Regions from separate parts of the Muntiacus reevesi genome. Here region 1 is linked to region 2. The links are chromatin contacts, called in public Hi-C maps. All regions are on one chromosome and are shown on one strand. The core of a region is the stretch at or near the end of the contact, and the rest is flanking DNA. Distances in the headings are between cores, read along the strand shown.

Region 1 (4,182 bases), core at 359-2,858, 210 kb after region 2:
TTCTCTCACTGCCCCATGCTTTTCAAAAATAAAGTGGATAATTTTAATTGGCAGTTATCCAATTAATTTATATCTACAGTTGCTCAAACATGTTAGGACTTTCATCTTTACTACTGGTATCTTCTTTAAAATTGAGTTTTAAGCTATTTTACCCGCAGCAAAATCTCTTTTAAGAGTTTTGGCAAACGGAGGTAAAGTTCTATTACCCCTCAAAATTTCCTCAAGCCCCTTTTTAGTCATTCCCTTCCTCTGATTACCACTGATCAGGGTTGTCCCTTTTTGGCTCAGATGGTAAAGAACCTGCCTGCAATGTGAGAGACCTGGTTTAGAACCCTGGATCACGAAGATCCCCTGGAGAAGGGAACGGTTACCCATGCCAGCATTCTTGCCTGGAGAATTCCATGGACAGAGTGGCCTGACGGGCTATCGTCCATGGCGCGCAGAGTCGGACACGACCGAGCGATACCTACACACACACATAGACACACACACACACACAGACACAGACACACACACACACACAGACACACACACACAGAGTACTTTGAAATAATTATAAACTCACAGGAAATTGTAAAAATAGTACATTGTGTTCTGAGCATCCAACACCTAACTTTCTCCAGTGATGACATCTTACATAACTGTGGTACAAGATCAATACCATGCTCTGTACGTTTGAAGGCAGGTTTTCCTTTCACTTCTTTGCTGTGTTTACTCACTTCTTCTGACACAAATTTAATTCTGTCGTGTTAAAAGGAGCAGATGCTCGTTTTCCCTCAGATGTCTGCCGTTGCATTTTCAGTATTTCAGTTGGATAACCCCTGTTACTCTCTGCATTTTCTCTAGTCTTTTTTTTTATTCCACCACCCCGCGCCCCAATTTAATTCTGCAGCCAGTTTTTCTCCCCCTTGAGCTTTGTGCCAGACGGTACTACTGTCAATTCTCCTGTCTCTAACTTCTATATCGGTCCGTAAGTTTTAAAGGTGGTCGTGTTAGTGCTTAATTGCGCTCACAGGAGTTTTGCAGTGTGTTCTGAGAGTCGGCACGGTTCTCCGACCTCTGAGGACACTCAAGGAGCACTGACTGAATGGTTCAGCTCCGTCTTGCCCTACCTTCTCCATTGGGCATCCTTTTATTTTCTAGATATTTGGTTGGTTGTTGGAGGAGAGTATGCAGAGACTCTGGAAGTCGCTGACAACCCCTCCCCTTCCTCAAGGCGCCTCTTTTGTGCCGCGCTGAGAGAACCCACCACCGCCCTCCGAAGTGCGGGGCGGAGCCTCGGCGGCGGCCGTTGGAAGCCCCAGGGAGGTCACGCCCCCCGGCCGGGTCCTGACGCACGCGGCCCACGACGTCAGCCGCCGGCGCGAGCCAGGGCCCGGGGTGTGCGGGAGATACAGTGCGCATGCTCCCTCTGAGTCGCCTCAGGCGACGGCAGCTGAGGGCGGGCTAGGGCTTTTTTCAGTGGTGGGCGTCCCTGTTGGCTGGTTCTGCTCTTCTGCCGCAGCCCCGTTTGCCCCGGGGGCCCATTGCTCCGGTCCTCGCGATCGCTGGCTGGGCGGTGGGTCCCTCACCCCAGCTCCCCTCCCCCAACTCCGTCGCCCCGCCCCCGCTGGGCTGGGCGGCCGGATCTGGGGCCGAGTGGAGCGGGGTGAGTATTCCCACAGCTTTTGCCGGCAGAGTCTCTTCCTCGCTCTCTTGCTCGCACGAGCGTCACACAACTCCTGAGATAGGGGGGAAGGGAGGGCGGGAAACAGCCCAGCCCTGAACAAAAGGGCGGGGACGCGGGGCTCCCGCCGGTGAAATGTAGGCCGGGTCTCGCTGGGACCGCGGCGCGGGGACGAGCTGCCACCGGGTCTGGACCCTACTCCTGGGCCACTATCATGACCTCACCCGCCATTTAGGTATTCCTACCCCGGATTTTAAAGCCAGTCCCCTTTTAGAATGTCTTTGCCTCCTAATCTTGAAACAAAGGATATTAATGTACTGGGATTGCATTAGTGAAGTGAAGTCGCTCAGTCGTGTTCGACTCTGCGACCCCAAGGACTGTAGCCCACCAGGCTCTTCCATCCATGGATTTTTCCAGGCAAGAGTATTGGAGTGGGTTGCATTTCGTTCTCCAGGGATTCCATTAGTCAAGTATTATTTAACCTGAAGAAATTATTATTCTTTAAGTAATAGAAATTTTTCTTCCAAATAACCTGTCTACTCATAGTATCTGAAATGATGACTGGAGGATGGGCAGGATAAAGGAATGTTAGTTACTTGATTTATAGAGCCAAACTTTTATGATGGTAAAAGTTATAAACATCCTCCAAAAGGCAAAAGGATTGCTGCACTGTCTTTTCAAAGTAGAGCCTTGTCTAATAGGCCCACCTGTTAGAGACTCAATTATCTAGGGAACTATACTTTTGCTTGACATAGTATTGATTAGGGCCCAGGCTTTGCAGTTACGTTATTTTTTTTTGTCTAATGGAGATGCAAATTATTTCTGACTGGGAGAAAAAATTACGCTGAAGGTTATAGTTTTATTGCACTATTTCCAAGATTTTTAAAAATAATTTTTACCATTCGGCTTGTTAGTTCATTATGAATTCAGTAAATCTTAGCCACAGGCTCACTTTGTATGAATCGTGTTTATAACATCTCAAAAATTACACTTTGACAATTGTCTCGCTCTTTAGTAATAAAAGCTTACTTTAGACTTTAAAGAATTGGAAAGCATAGGCCCTGAGTAGTACTCCACCTATTCTTTTTGCTTCTGAAGGGTCAAATATGGACAAGAGTAGACATTTACAAGATGAGCTTTTAAGTTTCTGAGAATGATCAGCAACCTCTTAGGAAAAACGAGTAGGGTAAAGTTTATATAAGTAATTTCTTTAAGAGTGGGCTTGATTTAATTATTGATATCTTTGAAGCCTAGAGATGTGTTCAGTTCAGTTCAGTCATTCAGTCGTGTCCGACTCTTTGTAACCCCATGAACCGCGGCACAGCCAGGCCTCCTTGTCCATCACCAACTCCCAGAGTCCATCCAAACCCATGTGCATTGAGTTGGTGAGGCCATCCAACCTTCTCATCTTCTGTTGTCCCCTTCTTCTCCTGCCCTCAATCTTTCCCAGCATCAGGGTCTTTTCAAATGAGTCAGCTCTAGAGATGTGTTAGAGACCCTAGAGGCAGTATTTGAGACATAAACATTATCATGGAACCCTAATAACAACAAAATGTCCTAGAGATTGTTTGGTGATTAACAAGTGTCTTCAGGGGCCGCATTTCTGGGTATAAAACAACTGGAAAGTAGGGGAATGGAGAATAAATCCTACCTAAAAGCATCCAAATTAAGTGAGAGGCTGCTGAAAATCATGCACAACCCAAGGGTCGTCTAATGTAACTGGCACCCTAGGCCTTAAAGTGCTTGATCGTGTAGGTTTACAGGACCAAGAAAGAATATTTACTAATATGAATTTAGCTTCAAATTTAGGGTTAGTTCATATCAGTTCAGTTCAATTCGGTCATATCACTGTTGTATAATAGCTTTTGGAAAAAAACTTTAGTCATCTCTTTTGAGTTCAAGAATTTATAGTTTCCTTTTGTTTACTGTTTCAAATAGAATCTCTCTAGAGTTTTAAGTAGATTTAGAAACTGCAACCCCCCCCCCCCCCACACACATATACAAACACCCCAGTATTCCAGTATTCCTTAATCTACATTCTCTACTTAGGCTCTTTACCTGTCTACTCTGCCTCATTTCAGCCTGTTCCTAGATTCACTGCCTGTCCCCCAACCGCTCATCGTCTTCATCATTTTTTGTAGTAGCTCTGCCTTTCAGTATCCTTTTATAATTCAAGGATTACCTGAAATGTAATTACTCTAGAGCAGAAGCTCTGATTCCACATTGACTGCCTTAGGTCAAATTGTCACATTTAACAACTGGTACCTTGGACAAATTACTTAACCTCTCTATCCCAATTTTTTCATCTATAAAATGGAGAAGATCATAGTAACTACCTCATAGGGTTGCTATGAGGATGTAACAAGCTAATATGGTTTTTATTTCATAGGGTGGCTCAATGGTAAAGACTTCGCCTACAGTGGAGGAGACTTGAGTGTGATCCCTGGGTCAGGAAGATCCCCTGAAGGAAATGGCAGTCTACTCCAGTATGCTTGCATGGGAAATTCCATGGACAG
Region 2 (3,946 bases), core at 1,149-3,648:
TAGCACCATCTAGCAGAACTCGCACCACCTGGCTTACAAGTGTAGATGTTACTCGTGTTCAGTTTGGTAGACTTGACAGCAAAATGGCAATTATTTGCTTTCATGACATAACCACAGAATTAGAGCTAGAAAGGACTTAAGACACACCAGGTTCAACTTCCTCATTATTATGCTAGATGATTTTAAAATTTTTTTACAAAGTTATCATAATATAGATTAAATTCAGCCATTCCTGTAGTTCAAGTAAAACGCAAAATTTGATTCTCAAAAACCACCCTGAAAATAAGTAAGGTATACCTCAATACATTTCAATTCCTTCACTCCCCAAAATATGAAATCCAAATACTCTGTAATCATTAAAACATCTTCTCTAAATGTTTCTATTTTCTCAGCTATATTGCCACTAAATGATAAATGCACACAAATTACGCTAGCTCAAAACTTCAATTCCATTAACTTGCTATTTCTTAACCAACCTATAATGCTAAATCTTTTACATACTCCTTGTCACAGCAACAAGATCCTGAATACAGCTCAGAAAATACCTCGCGGGGAGGGGGGGGAGTATCTTTTTTCGGTTTGTTTTGATACGCCAAGGCCTGCCGCCCCTAAATCCTATAGGAATTGCGTTTATTGCTGCCAACACGAAGATTAGGAAATGTTCCCAACCCTAGGGCACGAGAAACTTTCAGAAGACTACTAACTGCCTAAAACTAGGAGGGAAACCCGGTAGTTTCTGCACGTTCGGTTTTTATTTACGCAGCTATTTCCTTGTGCAAGGTGACTAAAGTAGCTTTTGAGAGATGCTCTCAGACTTTTCCCCAGTCTGAAGTCCTCGGAAGGGCAGAGCGCGTCCAATGACAGGGATACGCCTCATCCTCAGAATGGAGGTGGTTAGTGGGAACCACCATAAGAGCTGCTGCACAGAAAAGAGGGGTTCTTCCTCAGCGGTCACAGTCACTATGCGCTCTCATTTTTAGTAACAACCAAATCACCGTTACAAGCACATAAGAAGAGAAGCAAACAACCCTGCTCGCAGCGTGCCGTGACGGTGGCATCCCAGCCCGGGAGGGGCTCTTTTCTCGCCAGCCTCCCCTGGGCTCCCACCGGAGTTAACACCTGTATCTCCTCGCCACACCGACCAAACAACTAACTCCTCCCCGTCTCCACGCTTCGACCCTTCCTGCAAGTCCGGGTTCGGACCACTGCCCCCTCCCCACCGCAAACAGCCCTCCTCGCGCCAGCGGCCGCGGCCCCCACGGCTACTCCTCCGCGCCCCGCGACCCCCGCTCGCCGCCCGGACCGCCACGGCCCTCTACGTTTGGGAGGCTGCAAGCCTCCAAAAAAAGTTCTCCAGCCGCCGCCGCCGCCGAGTTGGGTTGACTGCGAGCGGCAGAAACGCCAGTCTACCCCAGCAGCTCCCGCTTCTCGCCAGCACACTTTTCCTCCCCGGGAACTCGGTCCTTTGACTCCCAAACTTCAGCGGCGCCCCTGGCGCCCCCTGCCCCGGGCTCCGCGCGGCGCACGGGGCTGCGAACGCGGCGTCCCTCCTCCGGACCAGGAAAGCCCCGACGCCCACCCGGCCCACGCCCCGCACACGCCCTCCGCGCCCCGCGCGCGTCTCCGCGCCCAGCGGGGCCCCGCTCGGCCGCTCCACGCCCGGCTTCCGCCCGCCGCGCGCCCGGCCCCGCCGCCTTCGCCTCGCCAGGCGCACCCGGCCCCGGCGCTCGAGCCCCCCGCCGCGGCGCCCCTCTAGCTGCCCGCCCCGACCCCGGCCCGCCCCCACCGAACACCCACATTCCCTCCGCGTGCCCTCCTCCACGCAGCTGCCCCCTCCCGCCCAACCTCTACCCCCGGAGGCTCTCCGCTCCCCGCAGCCCCGGACCCCAGCTCTAAAGTTACTTTGCGAGGAGGTGAACCCGCGGGTTATTTCCCTCAATCACCCAAACAAGTTTCCATCCCCGCCACCAGCACCGCCGCCGCCCCCCGACACACTCGCTCCCTCCTGCCCGCCAGACCCCACGGCCGCCAGCCCCGCGCGAGCCCGCCCTGGGAAACAGCCGCTCCCCGCGCCGCACGCCCCCCACCTCGCGCACCCCTCCCCCTGCCAGCCCACCCCCCGGCTCTCCCCCGGCAGAGAGTGTCTGGGTGTCTCCGAGAGAGTGTGCGAGTGCGTGCGTGCGTGTGTGTGCGCGCGTGAGAAGGCGGAGGTGGGTGAGGAGCGGAGACACTTACTTCTCCCGGGCCTGGCTGTCGGACGGGACGGCGCTGCTGTTACTCTTGCCTTTGCCGTACATGCTTGTGCGGAGAGCAGCTCCCACTGTCACGCACCTGTCAACCCATCACAGCCTCCCCGGGAACAGCCCCGTCCCCATGGCGACCCACGCAGCCACCCCCACTATTGGCCGCCCCACGCCAAAGCTCCGCCCCCTTCGCCCAGGCAACGCGCGAGACTGACAGGCCTCCCCCCCCACCCCCTCCGGCCTGCCGAAGCGCGCGGCGGCGGCTACAGCCTAAGCGGCAGTCTCCTCCCTCCTTCCCTCCCTCCCGGGTTCCCTCCCTCCTTCCCTCTCCGCTCTCCTCCCTCCTCCCGCTCCTCTCCCTCCCTCCCCCCTCCGAACCCCGGCGCAAGGGGGGAATTAGAAACTGCTCTAGAAGGATTTTAAACAACTGGCTGTTCCCTCCGCCGCCGCCCCTCCCCCCGCACCGCCCGCGCTCGGCTCCTCACTGGAGAGAAGGCGCCGGGAGGAGGGGAAAGTGCGGCCTGGAGTCCCTGGCAGGAGCCGGCGGAGCCGGAGCCGCCGCGGCCCCAGACTTCGGGGCGCCCGCCGAGTACACAGGCAGATCTACGGCCCCAGCCGCCCTGGGGAGCTCCCCCCCACAGCCCCTTTCTCCCGCTCCTCTCCTGTCTGTGACCCCGCGCCGGTACCCAGGATTGATCTCTGCGGTCCTCGGCCCTACTCCCTGCGGCGTCGCCCCCGCCCAGATCCCAGAGGGCCGGCTGGCGGGGGACACGCGCACTGTTCCCTCGACCTTCTGGCTGAGCGACCGGGAGCGACTCGCCTTCCCTCCGGGGAGGGACTGTGCCTCCGGCCCTTGGCGCCGCTGGGGTGGCGTCGCCTGGCTCCTGGGGCCGCGCCCTGCAGCCCGGGGGAGCACTCAGGCGCGGGCCTGGCTCGTCTCTGTAGAGGTGAGCCTGCCTCCCAAAGATGACCCAGTGGCTCCTGGGGCCTCAGTGGCCCCACCTCGTCCCCCTAAGATTAGAGCCCCGCGACACGCCAGACCTACTGCAGAAAGGGGCCCCGGGTATCCCCACCTGGCCTGCCTCTCCAGCCTTGGGCGTTGATGCCAACTCATCCTGACCTTTGGAGTGGAAAGGACCGTAGAAGGCTTTTAAAAACATCCCTGTCTTAGTCCATCAGAATAGGCCCCAGCCGTGCTCCAAGGTGTACACAGCTTTTGCCAGAGCTGAAAGGCTGCCCAAGAATACTCATGGATCCCAGGCCCCAATCCCATTTCAGTAAAGGCGGAAAAGTTTCTGAAAACACACACAACCTGGCTCCCAACTGAACTCCATCCTTTATCTTGTGGAGATCCTTGGATGTAAAATGAGACAGAGTGCAAACACGGTTAAAAAGAAGAGATGGGCATAAAATAGGGAGTGACAGGGGAAGTGGGGTGAAGTTGGGGGTCAGATAGGGGAAAACATCAAGGAAGGATAAAAAGACGTGGAACAGCTATGGGAGGGGAGAGGAAATAGCATTCAAATGGAGAAAGGTACCTTTCTTTTCCTCACATGCAGCTTTAAACTTTTAGTAGTAGGATCATAAAAATGTATATGGAGATTCGGAGATAGATGGAATGGAAAGAAATAGGCTTGTGTGGGCATTGATAGCAAGTGATAGGAATACAACATCAACAGAAGGTTAAGGAAGGGCAGTTAGTA

The links. A called contact is a pair of places that touch in the nucleus more often than the background predicts.
Region 1: a Hi-C map of muscle shows a contact between it and region 2, with 8 times the contacts expected there. The contact joins the promoter of ATG10 here to the promoter of SSBP2 in region 2. A contact is called at or near these places in 2 of 3 Hi-C or Micro-C datasets (blood and muscle).

The regions. Positions count from the first base shown.
Region 1 is chr1:258,575,983-258,580,164 of mMunRee1.1, forward strand. It overlaps ATG10 (autophagy related 10), which reads left to right and starts at 1,609. Exons shown (of 8, transcript XM_065919082.1): 1 at 1,609-1,648.
Region 2 is chr1:258,364,122-258,368,067 of mMunRee1.1, forward strand. SSBP2 (single stranded DNA binding protein 2) reads right to left here and starts at 2,399. Exons shown (of 16, transcript XM_065919078.1): 1 at 2,236-2,399. The coding sequence starts at 2,297.